Linked DNA regions of Oryctolagus cuniculus: all the other regions are linked to region 1. Evidence: chromatin contacts called from public Micro-C data. All regions are on one chromosome and are shown on one strand. The core of a region is the stretch at or near the end of the contact, and the rest is flanking DNA. Distances in the headings are between cores, read along the strand shown. Region 1 holds the start of BCL6 (BCL6 transcription repressor). Region 2 overlaps LPP (LIM domain containing preferred translocation partner in lipoma). Region 3 holds the start of LPP (LIM domain containing preferred translocation partner in lipoma). Region 4 overlaps LOC108177991 (a long non-coding RNA gene).

Region 1 (6,662 bases), core at 2,709-5,208:
CCCGAGGGAAACGTAAGGGGTCACAGAGAAAAAGCACCGGAGTGACAAGCACGACCACACCTCACTGACCGTCAGAACTCCAACACTTCCCTGGACCTGGAGCTGGTTCCGAGAACCAGTTTAGAGTTCACACAGAGCTCAGTGCAGCCTGGCTCTCCTCGATTCTGCAAGAAAACAAGGTACCCACCTCCGAACCCGGGCTGCCAGGTCACCCCGATCCGGTCCCGAGACACAAGACCATGGAAGCAAGCACGCAGCCCCATTTTCGGCTGTGTTCCTAGGGTCACCCATGCCTCTGTGAGAGGCCAGCCCGTCCTCTGCGAAGAGGGAAGCCCAGAAGAGTTGAGTGATTGATCTGCAAAATTCCTTGCCGTCCTAAAATCTAGACTCCCGTAATGGGAGAAATGAAAGACCTACCAAGTGCCAGAGGTTCTTGACAGGTAAAACCAGCTTCCCCTGCAAGCCCCTAGCGAGGGCAGGAAGGTGTTTTTTTCCAAGGATAGGTGCCTTTTCGGCTGTAACTGAATTGGGGAGAAGGTTTTGCGAGGGGAAGCTGTACGTGAACCTCGTTCCTTTCCTGAAATAGATGTAATGTTAGTACTAGCTATTTTATTTTGTAATAAAGCTTATATTTACCCGGCAGCTGTGATCAGGGATCTATTCCTATACCCAGTCCATGGAACAAAAGACTGACCTGGGTCTCTATTCTGAGACTATGGGCCAGTCACCGTTACATCACGGGACTCATGGATACACAGCACCCCAAAGTCTGCAAGAGTCACACCTCCGACCCCAGACGAGGAATCAGGCTTCAGAGCTTCTTCAGGAAGATTGAAAAGAATCTGAGCAGATTCTGCCTTTAATCCTATTACATAGCACTGCTGGAGTGAGGGAGGCCAACACAGTGATGCCAGCTGGCTCCTGACTGGGGAGAGGTCAAGAATAAGAGAAGGAAGGACATTCTGGAAGAAATTCAATTGGTATAAAAGGTGAAAAAGTTACTTTCCTAGGAACTGAAAAGAGTGAGAGGTGAATGCCCATTGTCTCACCATTCACTCAGTTGAGAGAAAAGAGACTCACCTAAAAGTAAGTGTCTATCTTTAGAATATTTTCAACAATCTCTTCTCTCTCTCCTCTCTCTGTCTCTCTGCCTCCTGTTCTGGTCAGTTTCTTTCAATGAAAACACATTGATTTGGCAAGAAAAGAAAAAAAAGACAGTCGTAGAAATGTGGGACTCTGGCACTTGGTCTCAGGACCAAGCCTGGTGATGAGGTTAATCATCTACAAACCATCCTGGTGGGTTCTCTGTCCAGAAGCTCCTGCAGAGCTTTGAAAGAAGGCTGAGACAGGGAAAGGGTGAAGTCCTTCCCAGCCCCCACTCTAGCTGGTTCTATGCCTCAGGGAGCAGATTTCCCTTTGCTCTGCAGCGCCCCCATGGGGCTAACCGTGGAGCGGCACAGAGAACAGGAGCCACAAGCTGTATGGACCTAAGGTTGGGGATGGGGGGGTCAGGGGATGAGGCAGATGGCAGCTTTGACAAGAAAGGGACCAAAAATCATGAAAGTAATTCTATTATAGGATCAATAATAGGGCAGAGTCATACAATTCACACTCTGAACCATATAAATACATCTGCGAAATCCTAAAATACTTAACTGCTCATAAAAGATAGGGGGGAAAGTCACATGGATAAATACACAAAGAAAACCATTCCTGCAAAATCGAGGTGTTTATTCTGAATCCAGTGGGATTCATTTAAAGTTCTTGAAAATGAGGGGGAAGGAGACCCAAACCAAAATGCAGAATTCTGGCAGAATGAACCTGCACTTGACCATATCGTGTCTCTGGGGATAAAATGTTCATTTCAACAATAGTGCTAGGATTAGGCCTCAATATCTTCGTCAAAAATCCTTTGTCCAAGAAGCTTTGGCTGCAAGGGCTGCAGAACTCCGGCTGTCAATAAAGTAAAATATCCCGATTTTACAGGCATATTGCCTGAGTACCAGCCCTTGTGCAAGCTAATCAACCCCCTTGGACCTCTGGGGTTCTGAAACTTGCCACCCAGTCTGAGATGGGCTGGGTGTGAGGACAAGGGCACTGTCTGCGACAGCCGAAACTTCTCATGGGACCGCCAGTGCAGAGCTCCAGGACAATCCCAGCAGCTTTTCACAGAGCGCTGCTCATCTTCCCATCAGAAACCCCAGTTTGGGGTGGGGAGAAGCAGATTATCTGGGGAGATATCTTTATTAGGAACTCACATGTGGAGAAATGTGGTGGTACCTTTAAGAACTCGTCTGTAATTTAATGAGTGGCTGGAAGCGCTGGTGGGGCCAAGGCTCAGAATGGCTTGACCTTTGGAAGCGGCTTCTGGTCCAAACATTTTGGGTTAATTCTTGAGGAATCTGAAATATTATTTTCCCCTCACACCCTTCTTTTAAGCGAGAGACATAAAAGCAACAAGAGTCTCCCTCATTCAGGGATGAGTAGGAGGGGAAAAAACCCCAACCAACATTTAAATAGGGAAACTGGCAGCTCTGAACAAACAAACCGAGGCCCACAGTGAAGTGATTCCGCATACTGCATTTGCCTTTAAAAAGAAAGGGAGAGAAAAGAGAAAGAACGGTCCCCCCCCCCTCCCCTGCGCTGGAGAGCCTAGGACCTGCCTGCGCGCGGTGCCCTGGAGTTGCGGCACAGGCTGTTCTAAACGCACGCAGGCTCGCTGACACGGGCCCGGCCGGCCTTTGCAATTCCCTCCGGCTGAGCTCTGAGACACAGACTCCAGAGATCCTTTTTTTTTTTTTTTTTTTTTTTTTTCCACCGCGACCTTGAAACAAGCCCGGAAAAGGAAAATCAAAACTTTGAGAAGCAGCAAAACACCAACATGTATTCGGCTCACAGCATTCCTGTAGAACACACGCGCACACATACCCATAGACACACGTTTCTTGCCACAAGACATTTCCTAAGAGTCGACAATAACAGAAAGAGCAAACCCACCACTTGCAGTCCTGGAAAGAAACGAACCAAAACAAATGCTTTCAACATCTCAAGTGCAAAGGAGCCTTCCCCTTCAGAAAAAGTCCAAGGGGAAAAGAAAATTGCACCAAAGGGGAGGAAAAAAGTGGGGGTTGGGATTGTCACAGATGAGCAAAAATGTAAGCTTCTTTCAACAGTCTGAGTACTGAAATAATGCATCTTCTCTAAACCGCTTCAGCGATCAGACAGGGAAAGAAAAAACATACGAGACAAAATCCAACCGATGACGGATCCTAGGATTTACGTAACAGCACAAACTTGCAAAAGGCAAAAATCAGAAGCAACATTCGAAAAGCATTAAAATACAACAACCAAAAATCCCAAGCCACCACACCAAAGAAGAAGGAGGAGGAGGAGGAGGGGGAAAAAAAAAAAACACAAGCAAACAAAACCAAAAAGACCCTGTCCCAAATAAAAACAAAGCAAAGGAACCCACCGAAAATCGCTTGGCAAATATTTTTTCTCGTGGTGCCTAATATTCTAGCTGGAAAGAGCTGTGTTTATTGTTTGCTTTTTTTTCCCCCTCTTACTCGCTCCTCTAAACCTACTATCTCTCTATTTTCCAGTGGTTCAAATCTCTCGCTCCCTTTTGGGTATTTAGCTCGAGGAGCTGAGTTTATGGGTGAGAGAGGAGGAAACAGCCCTAGACCCCGGGAAAGCAAAGCGCACTCCCCCTCTTATGTCACCGAATAGCAAATTAGTTCTCAGAATTCCAGAGGCCGAGCTTTGCTACAGCGAAGACGCCGACGTCACAGAGGAGGCGCCCACGTGATGGTGGCGGAGCAGGCCGTACCATCGTCCGCGGGCCGGGGAGGGAGGGCCGCCTTCTGGCCCCTCGGACCCCGAGCTGGAACCCCCAAATCCGAGTCGTCTGTCTTGCGAGGACTTTGAAATACGCCAGCTCGTGGAAAGAAAGTGCGGCTTTGGGGGTATTTCATGGGGCGGAGGAGGCAAAACTCCCGGAGAGCTGACACCGAGTCCTCCCCTGCCACGCGGCAGTGGTAAAGTCCGCAGCTCAAATTCCGAGAATTGAGCTCTGTTGATTCTTAGAACTGGGGTTCTTAGAAGTGGTGATGCAAGAAGTTTCTAGGAAAGGCCGGACACCAGGTGATTATTGCTGTTGCTGCCGCCGCTGCTGCTGCTGCCGCCGCCGCCGCTGGTGCCGCTGGTGCCGCTGCCGCCGCCGCTGCTCATAATCATTATTTTACCTTTTAATTCTTTTTTTTCCGCTCTTGCCAAATGCTTTGGCTCCAAGTTTCCTATGTGTATCTATTGATATGAATGTATATATTTATTTATTCTAGCTGTCAGGTGTTAAAATAAATGCCGAAGATTAGTCCCACGTCTCTCCCACTCGAGGATCTAGATTTTTATGTATTTATTATTGTTGTTGTTGTTGTCTTTGAGGGAACCGGCCGGTTTCGGGAGGCTTTGGCCACCCTCCCTTGTGTTGTTTTGGTTTTTTGAAGAGGAGGTGGAGGAGAGGAAGGAGGGGAGCTAGGGGGCGGCCGGAGCGGAGAGGAGCAGACCGTGTTCGGGGGGTGGCTCGGGCCAGTCTGGGGCTGTGTGGCCGCAGACGGCGCAGAGGACGCGCGCTCGCGCCCTCGGCTTCTGCTGCTGCTGCTGCTGCTACTTGCGTACGGCTTGTGATCGTGCTGGATTCGTGCGGCTGTGTCTGTCCGCGCCCTCTCGCTTGCAAACCGCCTGCCTCGCTGCTCGCTGCTCGCTCCTCGCTCCGGCCTCGCCTTCCCTCCCTCCCTCCGCCTCTCCCTCGCCTCCCCTGCCTTCCCCTCGGCCCGTGCTCCCGGGGAACTCCGGGAGGCGAGGAGGGAGGCTGCCCGCTCGCTCGCTCGCTCGCTCGCCCCGCTGGCTCCCTTCCACCGGCCTCGGTCCCTCAGATTCCCCGCCTCCGAGCCGAGCCGAGATTTGGGAGGAAAAAACGCGAGCGAACTCCTCGGGTGTTTGGTGTTGGCTGCTGCTGCCGCTGCCGCTGCTTTTTTTTTTTTTTCTTTTGGTCATAAACCCAGATGAAGTATCGTGCCTGCGATTTCCTTTCAGAGCCGTGGTCTTCCTAGCGAGGGACGAGTGCTTTGGTGGTCCCCGTCCTCTGGTGTTTTGGGGAGGTTTAGCTTGCAAGGGGGCGGGGGTGTTGAATACTTTTGGAAATTATTCTTTCTTGGTTGTAGTCGAGGGAGTCGGGCAGCCCCGCGCGCTCCCTTTGCTCATCCCGAGGAGATGGGCTGATGGTGGGACAGGGATTTGGGGGAGCCGGGGATGGGAAAGGGGTGTGCGTTTGCACCTGCGGTGCCTCTCCGCGTGCGGGGACTCGGGGCACCTTGACAGGACAGCCCAGGCGAGCGAGGAGGAGGTGGCGGGATTTCTGGTGGCCACGGTGTTTGTATTTTGGGCGCTGCGTGACTCTGTGTTGGCTCCCGATGGCTGTTCCCTCCTTTTCCTAAATTCTATTTTACTTTATTTTTTTTTTCCCGTGGTGCAAGCTCTGTATTAAAAAAAAAAAAAAATAGGCAACGGCTGGCCTGAGCGTGGCGGACGCCAGCAGGCTTCGGAGTGCCGAGGTCCTCACTCCGGGCGAGTGGAAGGACCGAGCCCGAGCCCGCCCGCGTTCCTGACCGGCAGGAGCCCGGAGGGGGAGAAGGGCACTCTGTGGCTCTGCCTGGGGCACCGAGTGCGGGTGGAGCGGGCGCGAAAGGGAGAGCTTTGTGAGTGATTTTGGGGGAAAAAAAAAATAAGACTGCGAGGTTGGTTGGATTTGCAACCTGTGGCTCTCCTCGAGGGAGCAGGAGTAGGGGATGGCGGCGGCGGCGGCGGCCCGGGGCGGGAGAGGGTAGGGAGCTGGAGCCTTGGAGATGGGCTGCGCTCGGGGGGAGACAGCAGCGAGGGGCCACCCCACTGCCGGAGGTAGTGACCGTGGTAACTGTCTGAGAACTGCGGGTTGCGTTGCCTTTCTTATGCGGCGTTATTGAAACCCTGGCGAAAATTGGAATTAATGTGGCAATGAGTTTTAAACCTCCCCCTTAGGAAACGACACAAGCCACCGGATTTCTTTTCTTCTTTTTTTGTAAGGATAAAATGACCCCCCCGCACCCCCCCCCCCGTTGTATTCCTTCCCTCGCTATGGTTCAGACTTGGCGGAGTGGCTGGCGAAAGTCCTGACAGCTGAGTAGGGACCATGACCCCAGACGGGCGTAGAAGCTGTTACAGGGTCCCTGGCTGCCTCCGAAGGCCAGTCATCGCCCCCAGAAAAGTAATGCCTTCTTTTGTGGGTCCCCCCACCCCAATCAGTTTGTAATTTCTGGGAGGAACATCTTGTGATGCTTAAAAAAAAAAAAAAGAAAAAGTAAAGTGAGGGTCAGTAGATGCATTTTTTTTCTGTCCAGAAAAAAAAAAAAAAAAAGTGGGGCAGGAGAGAGGGAACCAGGGAGAGAGCTGTTTAGAAATACAGTTTGTGGCTCTGAGCGATGCCACCGGCTTCCTCTACAGAGACTGACAGTTTCCCTTTTTCTTTGCAAGGTGTGTGTGGTTTTGATAAATAAATTGAGAGAGAAGAGAGAGAGAGAGAGAGACCGGCAATATCCATCAGGAGACAGGTATCTATTTTGCTCACT
Region 2 (6,662 bases), core at 1,241-3,740, 490 kb before region 1:
AGACTTAGTTCTTGTTCATGTGGTGTCTGATTTTCAAACTTCTGGAAATTGGATTTCAGAAGCAGAAAATCTCTTGGAAAGCGAGGATAACCTGCAATCGTCATTTCAAGGTCAAAAAGGAATTTGCTAAATATTTAGAATTCCAAACAATATTTTTTTAAGATTTTTATTTATTTATTTGAAAGTCAGAGTTACACAGAGAGAGAAGGAGAGGCAGAGAAGAGGGGTCTTCCATCCGCTGATTCACGCCCTCATTGGCTGCAATGGCCAGAGCGGCACCTATCTGAAGCCAGGAGCATCTTCTGGGTCTCCCACATGGGTGCAGGGGCCCAAGGACCTGCGCCATCTTCTACTGCTTTCCCAGGCCATAGCAGAGAGCTGGATGGGAAGTGAAGCAGCCAGGACTCAAAGTAGCGCCCATGTGGGATGCAGGCAATGCAGGCGACGGCTTAACCTGCTATGCCACAGAGCTGGCCCCCCAGACAATATTTTTAAGAGGAATTAAACGAGTGTATTCCAGTACCCACATTTCGCAGACACGTAAAACTTATTTGAGGAGCGAGCGGGAGATGTTTTGATAGAGCAGGAATCCAAGGTCCCGGGTAGGAAGGCCTTATGCAGTACAAGGGAGGCCTCACAATTTCAACGTGGAGCACTTACAATCTAAAATGGAAGTGGAAGCGATTGTATGAAGACATTTTGGCCCACATGAGCCAAAAAGAAATAAGCACCTGCTCACACTTACCAGTATGTAGGACTCAGGGCAGCATGTGGTCACCCACAAATTGGCTCTGTTTTATTTAAAAATGCACAGTCCTTCAAAAGGACTGAGGATCACATCCTATGCGTGCAAGCTCCTTGGGGACAGGAAGGCCTAACTGCAATCCAAGATCCATCAGTTCTGGGTAGTAGCATCCCCTCCATGTCTCTAACCACACATCTGCAAACCAGGCATAAGCACCACTGCCTTATATGGTGGTGGAAAAGATTAAGTGGGCTTTTTACAAAGGACCTACCAGCAGCCTTTGACATGCAAGCCAACACTTAGCAAGCGGTGCCCACCAACAGCATATCCATTCACAACTCCTGGTGCAAGGAAAATGAATAGTTTGGGGCAATGGCGTGAGGCAGAGAGCCTAGGTTCAAATCCTCACAATTCTCAACCGCACTATGAACTTCGCCGTTCACATACAATCTTGCTGAGTTTCCCTGGCCTCAGAATTATTTCGAGGCTCAAATGAGATCTTAGCTGGTAAAAGTTCTTTAGGAACGGACTGGCCATGTGAAATGTAAATAAGGGATGCTCTTAAAGGTCAGAACCTTCTTTGGGGAGCAGCAGAGTGTCCCAAGAAGGCTGGTGCAGAATAAATATCACAGGAGGAATGAGAAATGGCCCTCCCCTTATAAAGCAAACTCACTCCGCACTTTACAGAAAACTGCCTTAGAAATAGCACAAGGCCATGAGATTCTCCTCATAAATGTTCCTGGAGAATAGGCTGTGGTTCCAGGGCCAGTGATGGTGGTGAGATGTGCCTAACAATGCTGTCAGCACAGAGTGCTGAATAATGACGCTGGCTGCCGGGCACCCAGACACAGGTGTAAGGGCCCGGCGAGAGCCCTGAGAAGAGCTGCACCTGCTGACGGAGCTAGCAGGCCTTCTGCCAAGGCCGACTTTAGTAACCAGCAAAGGTCTGGTACCCAGGGGGCCCATCTTCCTGACCTGTAAGACCGCCACTGTCTCCACTTTAAGGATGTACAGAGAGGCAAAATGTGGACAGGAGGCCAAGCTCAGGTCATCAGGGCCCCTGCAGTGGGTCTCTAAGTGGGTTCCACAGAGGCATAGAATTAGAGCTTCTGGGGAGAGAGCTCAGCACTATGTGGATGCCTGCTGGGTCTTCCTGCGACATTTTTAAAGAGCAACGGTCAGCACTCTTGGTGCAGTGGGTTAAACCACCACCTGTGCCGGCGGCATCCCATATGGGCACAGGTTCCAGTCCTGGCTGCTCCTCTTCTGATCCAGCTCCCTGCTAATTAGCCTGGGGAAGCAGCAGCAGATGGCCCAAGTGGGCCTCTGTCACCTACATCAGAGACCCAGATGGTGTTCTAAGCTCTTTGCTCCTGGCTTTGGCCTGGCCTAGCCCCAGCCAGTGTGTTAATTATGGGAATGAAACAAAGATAAAAGATCTCTCCCTCTCTCTCCCCCCTTCCTCCCTCCCTCTCTCTCTGCCTTCCTAATAAATAAATAAATCTTTTAAAAAAGTACTCCCACAAAAGAAAAACATCTGAAAACACTGAGCCGAATGAAGTCACGGCCAAGGTCACGCAGCCAGCCAATGCCTGCACTAACAGAGGTTGCTGTCAGAGCTACCCAGAAACCATCAGAGTTGTCTAAGACAGCTCCAAAGGGCATTCACTTCAATCAGGCAGGGCAGCCCAGCCCCAGACAAGGCTGGCGATCCTCAGCAGGGCACATATCCCAGGAATGGATATGGCCTCCATCAGGCTGGCCTCCAGGTCTGCACTCCCAGGTAAACTGTCGCTCAAAAACAGTCTTTTTGCTTAGCAGTAAGGGACCCTGAAGAAGTTAGGTGGTGTGGGGGATGGAGGAACACACATTTATTTTGACCCTGCAGGTGCTTTGTGGCACCCCAGGTTAAAAAAAGAAAGAAAGAAAATCTCTCCACTGTTCTACCTTTCTTTACCTGTGAAATGGGGATATAAGCCAATCCACAACAGCTCCGTGGGCCTGGCCAAAGGGCAGGGAAAATTCTTTAATCTGCTCAGTAACAACAAAAGAAAGTGCTAAATAAGTGAGTCAAGAAATATTTCTGGAAGAGCTATTCAACTGGAATGCTTGGAGAGCCACCCGCACTGCAATAACTCGCTCTGTGCTCATCGTCAGAGCATGCATAAGCCCGGTTTTAAAAGGGGACTTTATGGCTCCAGAGGCAGCCAAATAAATAAATAAACACGTAGAAATCTCTGTGTGACTTATGAAAGTTGTTAGTGAGAACATTATGCTCGAAATGAGAACGTGATCTCTCTCCTCCTCCCCCCCCCATTTCATATCTTCTCCCCAGCCACTTTTGGTAGTGAGCAGTTTGTTATGTATCCAAGGGCAGTGACACAGACTCCTGCACTGCACAGCCGATCCATCTAAAAACATATCATCTGTCTGTGCGGCAGAAAGCCCAGTTGGAATAAGCAAGTTCTGTGCGTTCAACTAGAAAACACTTCTTGTTCTCACTGTCAAAATAATTCTGTATTAAACTTCTGGGATATGTGACTAATGTGCTTGGAACCTTTTGCTGCGGCGGGTTTATTTATTTTAGGGAGGGGAGTGCTGCTGCTGGGGGTGGTGAGAGAGACAGAGGAGGAGAGAAAGGGAAGGGCGAGCCAGGAGGAACAGGCCCACGGGCCCGCGCTCCCGCTCGAGGAGCTCGCTCTGCCACTGCTCATCATCAGAAGCGCCAGAAAGAGCCAAGCCCGGCTAGAAAGGAGAGGAAAAGGCAGGCAGTGCACACTCCCAGAGGTAAGGCTGCCTCACAGTTCCTGAAAAGACTCTGAAATTTAGAAAGGAAAAGCAAAACACACACCCCAGAGTAATCCTATCACAGCCCTTCTCCAAACCCCCACGGTAATCGTTCCCTTCTGCTTGGAGAAAAGTCCCAAACGGTATAGGGGCGCCCGGGACGCCTCGCTGATTCCATACAGATGTCTCACCTCCATGCCCCTCCCGACTCAGCCGGCCACTCCCAAACTCTCCACATATGTTTATGCCCATGCGGTTCCCTTTGTCTCGGGTCTCTCTCCTTTTGTTTATTGAAGTCTGAAAGGCCTCGCAAGGCCTAGGACACCACCTTCCCCAGGAAGCCCACTCCAGTGCACAAACAGCACACCTGGCCTCCCAGGGCACTCATAACTCTAGCACTGATCACTTGACAGACAGCCTCCAGGTACCTGCAGGTACTGGCACACCTGTTCACTTCCTCCAAGCCGCCCACAGCCCCCTTCCCCAGGCACCCACAGCACGAGCACACAAACAGCTCTTCGCAGACGAAAGTCCTCCTTGACCATCTCAGCATCCCCCACAGCTACTCCCAGGCTTGCACACGCAGTTGCATGCCCAGAGCTGAACTTCTGTGCCTTCCGCAGCAAAGCATCTTCAGCTGTAAACTCAAGAAACATAAAAAAAAAAAAAAAAAAAAAAAAAACACACAGCTGAAAAATCTGCAGAAGGGAAAGGCCAGGAATTCAATTCCTGTAAAACCTCCAGAGTCAGCTCTTGAAAGCTGCCTTTCTCTCGTCTCCAAGTCCGGCTGCATTGTTCATGCATGGCTCCTCTCCTGCTCTGAGTCACAAGGCGGGAGGAAGGCTGGGGACGAAGTGAGGAGAGGGAGCCGGCAGGAGCAGGAGGCTGCCAATGGAAAACACGTGTGGCCATCAGGTAACTAAACCCTAAACCTGTCAGTTCCATAGCCTGGAAAACCAGCGCAGGCTGAATTCATCTGCTTTCATTAGGGCTTTTTTTTTTTTTTACTTTTCTATTTTTTTCCAACTACTTGTAATAATGCAAAGGAAGGAGGGAAGGAGGGAGGAAGAAGAGGAAGGAAGGATGGAAGGACAGAGGGACAGATGGGGAAGGGAGGGAGGGGAAAGGAGGGAGAAAAGAAGGGCAGGAGGTGAACCTTCTCTCCAGAGTTCCTTGGCAGAGACTTTCAGAAAACAATTTGCACTCTCGCTCTCCACACCTCATGTCCCTCCCCCACCTTCTAAAGAGGAAAAGGAAAACTGAGACCTGATTCCTGTCACCTTTCATGCCACTCAAGGAAAAATATTTCCTGGAGCGAGTGCGTCACCTCCTCTCAGGCTGTGTCCCCAGAGTCTGCAGGTCTCCTCAGCTCTGCCTTCTCTGGGTCTGTCTTGAACTTGGAAGTCGTGCTTTGCCCAGAGACCCAGCCCCCTCCTTCTTCCCATTCAACAGCACACCCCCACCGCCACACACACACATGTACTGCTTCTTCAGGGGGTGCCTAAGTACCTATGAGGGGTAAGCCCACCGACTCCTTCTGAATAAGCACTCCATTGTGCATGAGCTTATATTCCAGGAGGAGAGATCAAACAAACTCATCACACCCCAACCATCCCGCAAGGTCCACATGACCGTGATGTACACACAGCAGGACAACCTGGCTCGGGGCATCCTGGGAGGCTTCCTAGACACCCTCCATAGGAGTGGTAAAGGAATGAATGAACACATCCATGATGAAGAACAAAGGAATGGAGATGCATCTGAGCACAGCTAAAGCATCAGTCAGATTTGGGCAGGCAGGGAGCAGGTGTTGAATGCAGCAGTATAGATGCCTCTCGGGACAGCCACATCCCTTTTCCACAGTGCCCGGATTCAAGTCCAAGCTCTGCTCCCAATTTTAGCCTTCCTCCAAATGCACACCCGAGATGCAGTGGGCAAGAGCTCAAGCCAACCTGGGTCCCTGCACCGATATGGGAGACCTAGATGGAGTTCTGACTCCTAGTGTCAGCCTGGCTCAGTCCCAGCTGTTGCAGGCATTTGAGCAGTGAACCAGCAGATCTCTCTGTCTCTGACTTTGTGCCTTTCAAATAAAAAGAAAATAAACAGTACAATAATTTTAAAAAATGACTGGGACAGGCAGAAATGAAAGAGATGACAGGTCAAGGGTGAGGGGTCATAGGTGCATGGAAGCCAGAAAATGAGAGAACTACCTAGCAATGACCATAAGTCCAGAGCCCAAGGAAAGAGCTAACAGCGACAGCTGGACAAGGTACTTTCTTTAGTAATCTAAACAGTACTTTCCATGAGTGGACTATGAGCTGGTCACTGTTAAACCCTTTACAAAAATCAACTTGTTGGTATCGGTGCTGTGGCACAGCGGGTAAAGCCACCAAGTGCTGTGCCGGCATTCCCCTATAGGCACTGGTTCAGGTCCCGGCTGCTCTACTTCTAATCCAGCTCTCTGCTAATGGCCATGGAAAAGCAGCAGAAGATGGTCCAAGTGCTTAGGCCCCTGTAATCACGTGGGAGACACAGATGAAGCTGCTGGTTCCTGGTTTTGGCCTGGCCCTGGCCCGGCCGTTGCAGCCATTTGGGGAATGAACCAGTGGATGGAAGTTCTCTGCCTCTCTCTCTCTGTCTCTCTCTGTCTCTCTCTTCCACTCTCTCTATAATTCTGACTTTCAAATAAATAAGTGAATCTTTAAACAAATATGAATTAACTTGAGTAATCCTCATAATGACCCTGTAAGCGTTCCCAACCCACAGAAAGGGAAACTGAGGCACAGAGCGGTGCAGTGACCTTCCCAGGAAAAGCAGAGCCACATGAGCACATCCTGTAGAGGATCTGCAGCTGGGATTCCAGGTTGTGGAGGGCCTTGACCAGCAGCAGGAGAAGTCCACGCCCTGCTCTGCACAGAAAAAGGAGCAACTGACAGTTTTGCAAGAGGGAGAATGACAGAGCCCGTTCTAGGGAGGATGAATAAGCCAGCATTCGTGGATAAGATGGACCGGAGCTGGCGAATGCAGTAGAGACGAAGTGATGAATCAGCTCCCAAACCTGCCCCTACTCTCTGCCCATCACACACTCCCAAGTCCCTGCGCCACTGTCACCAACACAGGGCAACCGGAT
Region 3 (6,662 bases), core at 2,999-5,498, 380 kb before region 1:
CCCAGGTGAGCCCTCAACTCTCATCCCATTGGGATGCAAGGAATGTGTGCTGAATGAAATTCCAGGGAAGGATGCCAAAGAACACAGTGGATTTCAACTTCCTGTGCTTGCAAACACAGAAAAGAAAGGTGAGAAGGCTCCAGATCAGACAAAGGTCCCAAACTACACCATGTCACTAAGTTGTGAACCTTATTTCACTTGTCATTCTCTCATCTGCAAAACAAAAGTTACAATCCTCAAACCTGCCTCAATGAATCAATATGATAATTACACAAGTATTTTAAATTTTTTAAAAATTGTATTATTAGGAGAGAATGAGAAGATAAACATTTTCTAGCCTCAACTCTGGTCTACCTGCTTCCAAGCATTCAACCCCTTAGCCCTCCAGCCACGCACTCACCCCCCAATCTCATCTGTGTGATCTACATTAGGAACACAGCAGTCCTTCCTCCAGGCCTACGGGCAGAATCCCACAACACTGCCATCCCTTCCCCCTCCCCTTTACCCGCGTGTCGTGTACCTCCTGTGCACCTGCACATCCATGGATTTCCACCCAGACACCAGCTTCATGCCGCCTTGCCCACCTCCAGCAGGGCACAACCCAGAAAAAGTCCCTACCCACTGCGGACACACTCAGCTCTGAGCACCTAATTGCTGCCCTGGGTCAAAGTCTCAGGTTCACTCAGCTAGCAGGAAGCACTGTAGCTTGTGACCATCCAAATACATAATCCCAGAGATGGTGCAGAGCCCTGCCCAGCTTCGCTCTCCAGTCGGTCTCCACCGAACCATTTGTCGGCCCCTGGAGCCCAAGATAAGCTTACACCTTACTTACCAGAAGGACGAAAGCTCTGCCCTTCTCCACTTCCCAGAGCCCCCTCCAAGCCCGCATTCATACCTCAGCCTTGAGAATAAGCCACCTTCTTCCCTGCACCTGCAGATCCTCCCTCCCGCTTGGGCAATTCCTGCCTGGGCCGCAAGACTCCATTCTGACACTGCCACCTCTACGACGGCTTCCCTGAGGATGACGACCCTCCTCAGGGCAGAGCAGTCAAAACATACCTCAAGCACTTCATCTGCTGACCCCGCCCCCCCGCCCCCCCACACCCACACGTGTGCTCCTCCAGGAGTCTTCCTCGTCTTTGCGCTCCCAGAGCCTAGCTAGTCTTGCATAAGCGGGATCCAGAAGGTGTTTCATGCACTCCGTTTCCCTTCTTCTGGCTTTCTGGCTTTGCCATGTTACCCGCCATCTTCTACCCCACTGCTCTGTTTCAGTCCCAGCAAATCCCGGGCTTCCCAGCCCTGAGATCTTTGAGATTCCAGTGGAATAGCTGATGGGAAAGTGTTTTATACAGCACAAAACAATGGACGTTCATAAAGAACGTGATTAATACATTTTCATCAGATCTAAACCACTGTGTTAACTTAGGGTGAAAGAGAACTGCTCTACCACCACACATCCATTATGACAAGAAAGTGGATTTCAGTGAAAGGAAAATGTGAAAAAAGAATGCTTTAAAATTGATTTACTGCAATTTATTTGTCTCAATAAAAACAGCAGCGTGCTATAAAATTTTCATATTCGCCAATGGCACATAACAGGCACTCCGTAACATAAGTCATGGAAATGAGCAAACACTCACTGACAATACTCGCAGGGCCAAATCATTGCCTCTCCCGCTGGAACTGGGCAGCAGGAGGCTTCCCAAGGCCAGTGCCTCCCCTCAGGTCCCAGCCTGCTCAGCACGCTCCAATGAGGACTTCAAGTCAGGACCAAACTTTGTCACCTGGGATTTTTAAGGCCCTTTGTAATCAGGTCTCCTCTGCCACCCACCACTGCCTGCGAAGGCCTGCCTTTCCATCAGACTGTGTCACTCTAAGAAAGGCTGGTCCCAGCGGAGCCAGTCAGCTCCTCCGCCCACTGCCTGGCCCCGAAGCCAACTCTAGGCTCCAGCTGTTTACAGGAAACCTGACCCTGGAGGATTGCCTGACGCAAAGGCCACAGGCTTGCCACCCTTCCACTCATACGGCAAATCCCATCTGCAGTCTACACTCAAGACCAGGATGGAGAACCTTTTTTCTGGGTATTTATAACATCATTCTCAGGCCATACAAAATGATCAACCTAAAAATCAGCCTGCTGCAGATTTATTGAACTTCGAGTCCCGCCGGCAGTGGCTTTGGCAGGGCCAGACCAAATGATGTCGTGAGGCTTTTATGTCCTGTGGCCTGGAGGTTCCGCACTCCAGCCCTGTTCTGGCCTGTCAAGGCCTCGGTGTTGGGGTAAAAACCCTGCTGGGTGCTCTGGCCCCTGCCCCACTGTTACGCACTAGTTTCTAGGGCTGCACTGCTCTGGATCTGGAAAACAGAGGGAGTTAAGGATGGGAGGGGCGGAGATCTGCTTTCCAAAGGCACCCCTAGCCACACACTCTCCCTTCAGTTCTTTAAAACTTTCTTAAAAGCACATGGCGGGGAGGGCGGGGTGGGGGGCAGAAAGTCACTAACACCTTAGTGAAAACGAGTTTTATTGAGGAAGCAAGAAACTTAGAAAGAGGAGAAAAGGCTTGAGAGAGAAAGTGAGTTGGAAACTTTCTGTTAACCATGTCTGGTATGAGGAAAGTGGCTCAGTGATGGCCACGAGTTTTGGTAACTGTTCTGTGAGGCAGGAGAAACAGCCGCTGATGCCTTGCAGGGAAGAGAAGCCAGAGAGCCTTTGCAGTGGCCCTAGGACCCCAGGGAGGCAAAGACCCCGCCCTACCCCAGAACTCCTGCACACTTCCAGGGAATAGCCCACTCCCCCTTCCGGCCAGGCCTCAAACTAACATTTCCAGTTCCATCTCCACTGCCCACAGACTGTGGTCCCCTCTGGTCTGCTGTCCCTTATCCCCGAGGGCCTTTCTCGGTGCCACCGGGGGCGTCAGATAACTCCCCATCCTTCAAAAGCCCTGATCCAATACAGCCCCGTCCAAAGGGGCTACCCTGCATCTCTCCCAAGTTTGAGAGAGAAAATCAAATTCCTTCCCCCAGCTCGCCTAAAACCTATCCACGCCTTTCCCCAGGCAGCTGCACCTCCCACCTGCGGTCAGATTGGGCTTCTGGGATAAGCTCAGCAATCCCTGAAGGCCAGGTCTAGGCCCAGCACCCCCAGCACTGCCCTGCCACCGAGGGGCTACTCCAAAAATGCTTGGAGAAGGGACCAGGAGCTGGGGGCCGGCCATAGTCGTTATGGCTCGGCCCGCAGTAAATGACTTCGGGGAAGGCCCTCCTGCCCCCTGGGCCTCAGTCCTCCCGACTGTAAAATGGGGGACTTGGATGTCTGGATCCCTAGGCCCTTTCGACTGTGACAACCGGGATTCCGCGAAAGCTCCGAGCGAGCGGCTGGGCGTGGCCCCGCCCCCTGGGCGCCCAGAAAAGCCCAGGCAGGGGGCGCGCGGGGAAAGACTCCAACCCCGCCCAGCCTAGGGTCGACGCTTTCCCCAAAAACTCTGGACCCCCCTCCCCCCATGGCGCGCACCCCGTGATTGGGCCGCGGCCGGCACTTCCGCACCACGGCCCGGCAGCCCCGGCAGCGCGCGCGCCCCGCGCTCTGCGCCCCGCACTCATGCCGCCCCAGAGGCGCTCGCGCCCGGGGAGGGCTGGGGGTTCCCGAGGCGCCCGCAGGCGGAGGCTAGGGGGAAGGAAGGAGGATTTGCAACAATACCTCGGGGAGGAGGCAGCCCGGGCAGCGGCGGCGGTGGCGGCGGCTGGAGGCGGAGGCAGAGGCGGAGGAGGAGGTGCCCGGGCACTCCCCCTCCCATTGTCCCCGGCCCCGGACAGGCCCGGCCCCGCGCCCCGCACCGGCCCCAGCGAGCGCGCCGCCCGCGCTCCGCGTCCCGCACCCCCGGGCGGTGCAGCCAGCCCTTACCTTGCGGCGCCCGGCTCTGTGCCGCTCGCTAAAGCTACTTATCCCGGGAAAGCTCGCGCGGGGCCCGGGAGCGAACCCACAGACAAAAAGTGAAACTTCGACAGGGCTGGAGCGGCTGCTGGTTGGTGCCTTTCCCCCTCCTTCCTCCCCACCGTCCCCACCCCCTCCCCTCGGTCTCCCGTGCGGTGCCCTGAGCGCTGGAGGCTGACGTCAGGGGCCTGAATTCCTGACTTTGCCTGCACGCATTTGTCCATGTAAGGTATGGGAAGGCGGGTGCCCGCGGGGCCGCCGCGCAGCGTCCGCCCGGCGGGGGAGGGGGCGCCGCAGCGGGCAGTGCCTTTGCCAAAAGGTGGGCGCACCGAGGGCAGTGCATTTCCTGGGAGGAAGAGGAGGAGACGCGGGAATGCAGGGAGCTTGCAAAGGAGGAAGGGAAAGAGGGAGGTGTGGAGGCTCGGAGGAAGAGGAAGGAGACGTAGGAGGAAGCGGCCCAGTCAAGGGGCTGCTGGAGAAACGGGGGAGCCAGGGGCTGCTGTTCGGGCGCCAGAGGAGAGCGCTGAGCCCGAGCGGAAAAGATCCGGCCGTGGAATCGCCTTCCAGTTTCCTGCTCCCCCCGCCCCTCCCTGGCTTCCCAGCTCGGCTCCAAACTTACAGGCTGTCAGAGCTGCCAAAGACCAAGTTGCAACCCATGCAAGTCGCAACTGACGCTCTCAGAAAAGAGACGACTTGTTCAGGGTCGTTCACGCCTGGAATGCGGGAGCAGACCCGCTGCTCTGTCCCGCAGCTGGTTCCTGCCTCCAGACCGGCAGGGCCGACTCTAGAGGGATCTGGCTTGGGTGTCACCAGGCAGTGTAGACCACCCAGAGAAGTGATTTCAGACTGCCCTTGGCCCAGCAGCCAGTTCCTGGAAGGTCCTGGTTGCCAGCGAGCCCTGAGTACCATTGACAGTCAGTACTGCAGAGCACGTAAGTAAAGGAGCCCCTGGAGTTGAATGTTTAAAGCCCCTCCAGGAAGCCCAGAAAACCTGCTCTGTGCTTATGGCTTCAGAAACAGCCCAAGAACTGGGGGAACTGGTTTGAATAAAGACAAGCCTGTTCTTGGAAGGCTGGCGTCGGGTTTTTTTCGTCTGACATTTGTGAATGTGAGCCACGATGAGAACCTCCATTAACTATGTCAAGCGGTTATAATGTGTGGCAGCCATTTCCTGGAAGGTGCTCCGAGACCCGAGACTTCCTTCCCTTCTCGTTCTCTCCTGACAATACCTAAAATAAGAATTCCTCACCTCAGCACATCTTAATGTACCCATTCTCACCCACACAACAACCGCATCTTCAGGTGAGTGAGATCAAGGTGTGATTCCCTCTGCATTTGGGGCAAACACTAAAGTCAGTGACTCGCCCAACACAAACCTTGGTCCCTTGGCCAATCCTACACTCTCTCCACCATGCACCTGGCCCTGACCCCCAGCACTGCCTGCTTCCAGGCAGGAATAGAGAGAATACAGCATAGGTTACCTAGTCATGGAGATTCCAAGCGTGATTCTTCCTAGGTTAGATTTTGGTGGAATTCTTTTGACAGAATTAAGGCAATGAATGTAAACACACGTGTTCTCAGCCTTAGGGAGCCCGCTTTGTGCAGTCTTTGAGTTCAGGCGCTTCTGGGCTCTAATTAATCTCCTTGTCCCTGTCAATTTGCTCATCTACACATAAAACATATGAATGTAGTGTAAGGGCAAGGGTGAGGATGCACCCATTCCACAGCGTAATGAAATACTGTTGCTTTCTTTGCAGCAAACATGATTTGAAATGGCAAACACTTCTATGAGTTCTTCAAGAGATTCTGTTCCAGGGCAGTAGGATCAGATCCTGTTACAACCCAATCCATTCACTGTAGCAGATGTTTCGGCAAACCTGTGTCCTCAGTGCTATGGTTTAGTATGAAAAGATCCCAGTTATCTCATGAAATAAGAGCGGACTCACCCAATCCTTGTTAGATATAACGGATTTGACCAGCATTTCTTCCTCTCCTCTCCCCAGCAACACACTTATAAAGAATAATAGGGTTCTAATGAGGATTAATAAAATTTAATAAGGTATAATTAGAGTCATTCATTTCCTCCATCATACACATTATAAGAGTGCTGTGTCGGATCCAAAGATTCTACTAATTATGTTGAAACTGTTGTATGAGTGTGCTGGGGAAGATCACTGAAATATTTCAACTCCTGAAATCTGTATGACTGGCTCATGTAGGCATGGTGTTAGTGTGAGCATTACATAAAGGGAATCACAAAAGATAATTTTGACTTGTGAGGCACTCACCAGGAGTACAAGCTACGCAGTCATAAATTGGATGCTTGATGAACTACATACAGTGTTGCACCAGTGCCAGCCCCAAACCCAAAGCCACATTCTCATTTGCTGTTCTGGTCTCTTTTGCCCTCTCTTTCTCAACATCCTATTAACACTTGCTCTGGTGGGCTTGAACTTGAAAGGCAGCGTGTGTCATTTTTGCGGACTTGATGATAGAGAAAAAGTTTACCAGTTCAGAGACTAAATGAAGCGCAGAATTTCAAGGAGGGTGGGTGGCATGTAGTCTGTGGATGGCACACTGGTGGGCCAAGGGCCAAGGGCTGCGTTCTCATTGGTCCAGTGATGGCACAAAAGACTTTCAGGCCAACTTGGCTGTGGTCTCACCATTCCTGAATCCATTCCAGTCCCCAAAGGCTTTTGCATCGCTCATGCCTGTCCTTGTTTTGGAGTGC
Region 4 (6,662 bases), core at 1,354-3,853, 290 kb before region 1:
GGTGGAAGATCAATCCCTTTCTCTCTCTCTCTCTCTCTCTCTCCCCTCCCCCTTGTCTACTGTCTGCTTCTCTATCTCTGTCACTCTTGCTTTCAAATAAATACATTTTGAAAAAAAAAAAAAAAAGAAAAGAAAAGTTCAGGGTGGCTGAGCTGACACTGGGAGAACTGCAATCTTCTTTTCTCAAGGTCATCTTTCTTCCGCAGTGCTGGTCCAGGCTGAAACGGGGCTTAGTAAGATGTTCACATGTTCTAGTTTGCCTGGGCCAGTCCCATACCTGCAGTGCTGTAATTATTAGTAATATATATTTCTCCCTTAAAGTTGTCTCTGTATGGACAATGGATGACATTGCTGCCCCTAAACTTGAACATGATTCTGCCAAACTCTTCACTTTTATTTATTGGGAAACAGAAGCTCGCTGATGAGTAACAATCTCACATGTTCAGAGTGTGCCCAGAGCCTGGATTGCAACCCCTCCTCTTTGTACCTGGGAAGGCAGCACACAGGTGAGAGAATGGCTCCCTTTGTCTCTCTCCAGCTCCTTGAAGCAAAGCTTCAACAGGAGCCACCCAGCCCCCTCTGGATTTCCTGGAAAGTGGTCAGCAGTAGCTTGGCAGCCAGTGGCTGTGTGAGGGAGTTGGAGGAACTGGGAAAAGGACGTTGTTTTCCCCTCTCGCACCCAGAAGAATAAGCCCAAGGGGAGGAACACTGCCTGTTAACCAGCCCTTTGTTAGGCACGTATGTTTCGGTGTAGTTTATGAAGTGTCTTCACACCTGCAATCGTGATTGATCTCATGCTTACTGCGTTTGTAGAAGCAACATCATGCCCATTTGGTAGATGAGAAAACTGAGGTCTATAAAGGCAACTGACTTGCTTGAAGTTTCACTGTAAGCATCAGAGTTGAGACGAGAGCTTCACCTCTTGTCTTGCTGCCCAGGATTCCTTAGACCTATTCCTGCTTCCTGCAGGGCCTGCCCTTAGGCACCAGCCATGCAGAAACCTCATTTTTCTGAGGTCTTTTTGGCATTCAAGAACCTTAAATCCTCTTGGATGGAGCCCAAAGCAGTTTTACCTTCTGCATTGAATTTGGCTTTGCGGCAGGAAGTGTTAGAATAGAGTGCATGATCCTGGGGGCTTTGTCCTACAAACATCGTCTCCCAGAAAATGAGAGTGTGCATGGGGAACGAGGAGTTCCACCCCGAGATAAGTCTCCCCCTCGTGACTGCTGCTGGGGTTGTGGGGAGTAGGGGAAGGTTTCACTACTCTCCTTATCTGTGCTGCGCTTGCAAATCACTGACCTGATCATTTGCAGAATCTTATTCCAGAATCTTATTCCAGAAAGCGGTGTTTCAGTACAGAGTGAAATTCTTTACCTGGAGCGCAGGGCTTCCCAGACCCAGAATTCAGCTTGACAAGACATGCGATTTCACTCATCATCACACCGTCTTAAGCAGGGCAACCAGGTGGGGACAAGGACGTTAGTGGGTAAGAGTCATGCACCCCAGGACGACCCAAGTTGTTACTGACTTGGGAGCTACTGGGAAAGCCACCGCTCTTTCAAGGAGCTCAGTTTTTGCAACTGTCAAATGCTGAGACTGGAGTGAGCATGGTGCTCGCAACTCCTTTAGCCTCTGGGTGTTTCCTTCTTTCTGAGGATGCAGTGGGCACCTAGCAGGTGCACATGGTGAAAGAGATGGGGCTGCGGACTCAGGGCCCCTCCATTTATCCGTTGTGCAGTCAGATGGCTTCTACAGACTCTACAATGTGCAGGAAGTTAGATACATTCCTTTTAGCCCCAACACTGGGCTTCTAAGGATGAGGACTGCCAAGGTGAACAGCGTTAACCACTTCAGGTTGCGATGGCGCAACAACGGGTGTGGAGAGCAGCTTGGTACAGTTGTGCCTTTCACAGGTGGACAGCGCCTTTTAGCTTGGGATGTGGTTGCACAAGAGTTGTCTCTGGAGCTTAGTCAGCAGTGCTCACTGAGGCGTTTGCACAGGGTCTTTCGTGGCGCATGGCTTAGACGGTGGCAGAGCAGGGCTGCAAAGAGAACGAGGAGACCACGTGAGCCTTGAAGGGCTCAGCACCTGATGGAGAACAGGGGCAGGGGAACAAGTCAATGCCATTGCCCACGAGAGGAGCCGTGAGAGGGGTGCACATGCATCCTGGCAGGCCTCCAGGAGGAGTTCCCAGGGCAGGTACACAGGAGCCACTGAGGGAAGGAGATCATGAGCAGGGAACAGGTGAGCACCCTGTCACTGGGGATGGGGGGAAGAGCTTGTGGGGACCTGGCTTTGGGGATAGAACGCAGGTTAAGCCGCAAAGTTAGGCTGCCTCTTTGCTGGGAAGGGATCTGAATGCGAGGCAAGGAATTTGGACCCTGTGGCTGTTAGACGTCCATTTTCCAGGTGAGGAAACAGGCTCCGAGCACTGAGGCCCTTTCTGAAGCCTCCTACACCGGCCCGGCCCAGCCGGAACCCTGCGCCCAAGGCTTTCTGCTACCCTGTGCTGCCGCCAGCAGGCCGGAGTGGCAGTAGGCCCAGCGCAGGAGAGGCTTCTGTGCTGTTTACCCTGCTCCCGCGGGGCCGGCTCTGGCAGGGAGCAGCAGTGGGTGGGGTGGGGGCTGAGGAGGAGAGGAGGGGCCTGACAACAAGGGCTGCATTCAAGGCCTGCACTGGAGCGGGCCAGGAGAATGGAAAGCTACAGTCTGTCGGAGCCGTCCAGCCTTGGCAAGGCGGCTGGGGCCTTATAAGGCAATGTTGTTCTCTCCCAGCCAGTGGGGCTGGGACGGAGCTGTGTGCCCACAGGACAGAGCTGCCCTTGTGGCGGGAGGCTGGGGTGCCCCCGCCCCTCCTCTATGAGCCGGAGCTCTCAATGGACCAGTCTGCAGGCTCAGCATTCCCCCTCACCCCCGGCAGCCCCGGGGTGTGTGCAGCCCCTGCCCCTGCCATGCTCGCCCGCTGCCCATGGCCCCGGGGCTGATTGAAGGAAAAGGAAAAAAAGAAAACCAAACAAAGACTTGGCAAGGCCTCATTGCTATTTGACGCTGAATTACCCAGAAAACAGACACAAGGCAAATTCTCTCGCTTTTCCCTGCAGAATGCACAAGGAAGGGGATCCGTCTCCAACCTCCTTCCTTGCTCCACACCCTTGTCTCTCCCCCTTGTGACTTCAGAGCTCTCAGCACCAAGATCCTGTCCAGCGCAGAAAGGCAGGACACAGAGAGTGGGAAGAAGCAGCCTGGTGTGCGTGCCTTCTCCACCTCCCGGGACAGAGCAGGAGCCACTGAGACCCTTACAGGAGAAGGATGAGTCTCTTCTGTCTTCTCACCTGTCCACGCGGGCCAGAGGGCTTGGGAGACTACAAGACAACAGGGGAAAAAGAGCGCCTGCCCGGCAGGCGACACAGAACACTCCCTGGGCAAGGACAGGAGGCACTCATCAGCTTCAGAGAGAGGGCCTTTCCTTAGCCTGTGAGGCGGAGAGCATTCAAGCACAGATCCCTAAGAGATCGCCTTGAACTTGAGATGGGGGGGCAGCAAGCAGCCTTTTACTTTGACCCTTCCTAGACTCGAAGCCCATGAAACCTGGAACCCCAGGGAAACGGGGCAGCCAGTGCAGCCGTCTGCCCACAGCTGAAGCCACCTCTTACAGTGAACTTGGTGGCATTCAGCCAGCCTGGGCCCCTCCAGTGACCAGGACCCTGGTCCCTCAAGGCAGGCTGTCCAGCAGCTGCAGGTCACCCCAATGGGTCAGTCATCACGGCGCTCCCGGGGGGCACCAAGAGGAGTGAGTCGTGGGGAACGGACTCCTACTCTGAGGAGTCAGCCATCCAGAGGTGAGCACGCAATGATCAAAATGCAAGAGGACACAGTCAGAGCTCTAAGAGCAGCAGGAAAAAGGCTCTCAGAGTGGAGAGGAGGGAGAAATTCCACTTAACAGAAATAGACGGGTAAAGGTCATATGGGAGAGATAACACCGGGATGAAGAGCTGGTAAGAGTGACATTTTGAGGAACTGGAAAGTGAGGAAATGGTTTCTAAGAGGAGGGCCCAGCATGAGCAAGGTGTGGTGGTGGGAAGGCCTGGTAACCGCTTGGTATCTGTGGCGAGATCAACAGGGCTAGGTGTGTCAAGTGGGAGAGGAGGGAACAGGGATTGAGAAATGGGTGAACACCATGTTTCGAAGATACTGAGTGTCAGATGGAAGAGGAGAATCAAGTGATAACACAACCATGGAAACACATGACTGTGGAAAGCTTCTGAACCTGGAAGAGATGTGACTGGTTTAGGAGGAGCGATCTGGTTGCAGGTGCAGGAGGAACTGGAAGGAGGGGCGTCCTTGCCCCCATCTCTGTGCAGTCCAAAGGCCCAGCTCTGCAGATGACAACCCCAGTCCCAGGATGCCCAGCTCTGCTGGGTCCTCCAGGTGCTGTCTGGACAAACCTCTGACCCTCCCCCCAGTAGTCTTGGTTCATTTCTCTTCTCACCTGGAGTCTTTCTGTGCACAGTCATTCTGTACAGAGGTGCCCAGGAAAGCTAGTCTCCCATACTTGCCAGTTAGGGGCTATGAAAAAGCACCTAGGGGGGAAACGCAGAGAGGCTTTGATGCCATCTCACCCCAGACAACCTGAGCTGTGTAGGGTGTCCACTGTTCACACGCTGTGATTTTCTCGTGCCCGCTGATAACACAGCAGTGGCCTCCACTTGTGCGCCCCCCCGTGCCGGCTTCCCTCCCTTCCTTTTGCATGCCTGCCCCCTGATGTGGTACCACTGCTGCTCAGGGGCCTGGGGCCTGCGTGGAGGGCCTTTGACACCTGTTGGAAGGAGAGCAGAGATGACTGATTCCCTGGAGGAAGATCTGAGATGCTCTGGTGCACATCAGCGGGGTCCGCTGTCCAGCACGGCCAGCCTGGCAGCAGGATTAGGAAGGACTTGCGCTTGGTCCTCTCCCCCGGCTCCTGCCTCATGCTCTTGGTGGGCTGGAGCTGACAGAATGAAGCTGTAAGTCTTGGTAGCAAATGCAGCTGCCCGCCCATCTTTTCTTCCTGCACGATGCAGTCACTGACTCCTGGAGCCACAGAGCCATAATTCCAGGCGCAGGGGCACTGGCTGCTTCCCTGCCCCTCCAGTAGGTGCTGGTTCACTTGGATCTTGTACTGGAGGACACTGGCAATGTATTTTTTACCCTTTATGAGAATACATAGGACTTCATAGTGAGGTAGCCTGACTCTAACAAGTGAATTTCAAATCACCACCTGCCATGATTCACAGGCTCCTGTTATACGGGAAGCAGAAGTGTCCTGGTACCCTTTGATTTATACCACCACCCAAACTGTCTGCCAGCCAGCCTCAGCCTCCAACACAGGGACATGTCAGTGACAAATACCCACTGCACCTTTTCATTTTATCTATTTTTACCTAATGGCTCCTTCATTATTCACCCGTTTGTTTGATTTGGCAATGAGGAGTTTGAAAAAAATCTAAAGACTGAAAGGGAACAGAGTAAAAAAGTCTTCCTCTCCCCCTTTCTGCCAACTGTCCGATCCCTTCCCCCAAATCTGCCCATGTTACAGTTTTCTTGTGTATCTTCTTAGTGATGCTCTCATGGAGACGGTTATCAAGGTCTTTGCTCATCCAGTAGATACAGAAAGAAGCAAGCCAGCTCAGATGGAATACTCATGGGACAGTTGCTCTCCTGGGCTTGCCCACTTGGGGTGTAGAACCCTGATTCCAGAGGCCAGAGAGATCTCACCTGGGCTAGCTCTACAGCAATTCCTGATGTCTTGTAGCCTGGCCCTTTAAGAAGGGCTGAGGATGCCCGAGCCCACTCCCCACCACACGGCCTAAACACCATCCCCTGCATAATCTTACAGCCAATGAACCAACAGAGGCTGTCCTGTGGGTCCTGTTGCTGATCGTGAAGAGTGTGAGGGGCGGATCTTGCAGCCACGTGGGAAAAAGACAGATCCTGGAGAGGTCGGCACCTTCTTCTCTGGACCACGCGTCTCTGGTTCCTCCTGATTTGATCTGGACTGAAAGGCCCATCAGTCGGTTTAGACTCTGACTTACTGGCGATGGGGAGTTTGGAGGCCGGGTGTACTCACTGTAGGATGGGCGGCTCCAAAAGCACCACCGCTGCGTGCTCGCAGATGGTGCCAGCCGCTTTCTTCTTGGCTGATGGCTGAGCACCATCTTCCTCCTAGATGCCGCCAGAGAACGCTCTTAGGCATCAATCAGGCCGGAGCTCTTCTTTGCGTACCAGTGGTCCTGGAGAGAGCTCGCTTGCTCACGAGGATGCTGGGGCTGCCTTTTTGCAGTGAGGATCATGATCTGTCTGCCTGGGCAGCTCTGGGCTCCACATGCTGCCTGCTGAGAAGAGTTGCAGAGCCTCTCTGGTGGGAAGAGTCTTTCTGATTAGGGTCCAAATGGGGAGCACCACAACATATCCAGCGCATATCACTAAACATCTCTCAAGCAACAGCAGCGTGGGACATGCACGTTTGGCCCCTTCTTGCTCAATATCATGTTGGCTTCACTTGCAGAAAAAAAACACCACATCGTAAGCAAGGTTGAAACAAGTCAGCACAAACAGGACTATAAATATCTGGATACAGTGACAGGTTATGAAATCTGATTGGGAGGGGAAGACAGATGCAGATA

Evidence for each region. A called contact is a pair of places that touch in the nucleus more often than the background predicts.
Region 2: a Micro-C map of ear pinna shows a contact between it and region 1, with 3 times the contacts expected there. The contact joins the enhancer-like site here to the promoter of BCL6 in region 1. A contact is called at or near these places in 4 of 6 Hi-C or Micro-C datasets (ear pinna, embryonic fibroblasts, psoas muscle and 1 more).
Region 3: a contact with region 1 is called in a Micro-C map of ear pinna, with 6 times the contacts expected there. The contact joins the promoter of LPP here to the promoter of BCL6 in region 1. A contact is called at or near these places in 4 of 6 Hi-C or Micro-C datasets (ear pinna, liver, psoas muscle and 1 more).
Region 4: a Micro-C map of ear pinna shows a contact between it and region 1, with 5 times the contacts expected there. The contact joins the enhancer-like site here to the promoter of BCL6 in region 1. A contact is called at or near these places in 3 of 6 Hi-C or Micro-C datasets (ear pinna, psoas muscle and skin fibroblasts).

Annotation. Positions count from the first base shown.
Region 1 is chr4:91,878,348-91,885,009 of mOryCun1.1, forward strand. BCL6 (BCL6 transcription repressor) reads left to right here and starts at 3,959. Exons shown (of 10, transcript XM_008266642.4): 1 at 3,959-4,143. It overlaps LOC138849491 (a long non-coding RNA gene), which reads right to left and starts at 2,645. Exons shown (of 4, transcript XR_011388364.1): 1 at 695-2,645; 2 at 418-577; 3 at 188-317.
Region 2 is chr4:91,394,456-91,401,117 of mOryCun1.1, forward strand. The region is part of intron 2 of LPP (LIM domain containing preferred translocation partner in lipoma); the gene reads right to left. Among named protein-coding and RNA genes, the nearest start is that of LPP, 100 kb to the right of the region's middle. Within about 2 kb of position 2,491, at least 4 of the 8 cell types and tissues checked have an H3K27ac peak or open chromatin away from gene starts, as enhancers often do. A contact at or near this core is called in ear pinna, where this site is marked.
Region 3 is chr4:91,498,466-91,505,127 of mOryCun1.1, forward strand. It overlaps LPP (LIM domain containing preferred translocation partner in lipoma), which reads right to left and starts at 4,249. Exons shown (of 12, transcript XM_070072379.1): 1 at 3,902-4,249. LOC108177991 (a long non-coding RNA gene) reads left to right here and starts at 3,869. Exons shown (of 3, transcript XR_011388007.1): 1 at 3,869-4,022.
Region 4 is chr4:91,593,713-91,600,374 of mOryCun1.1, forward strand. All of the region lies in intron 2 of LOC108177991 (a long non-coding RNA gene), which reads left to right. Among named protein-coding and RNA genes, the nearest start is that of LPP, 94 kb to the left of the region's middle. Within about 2 kb of position 2,604, at least 5 of the 8 cell types and tissues checked have an H3K27ac peak or open chromatin away from gene starts, as enhancers often do. A contact at or near this core is called in ear pinna, where this site is marked.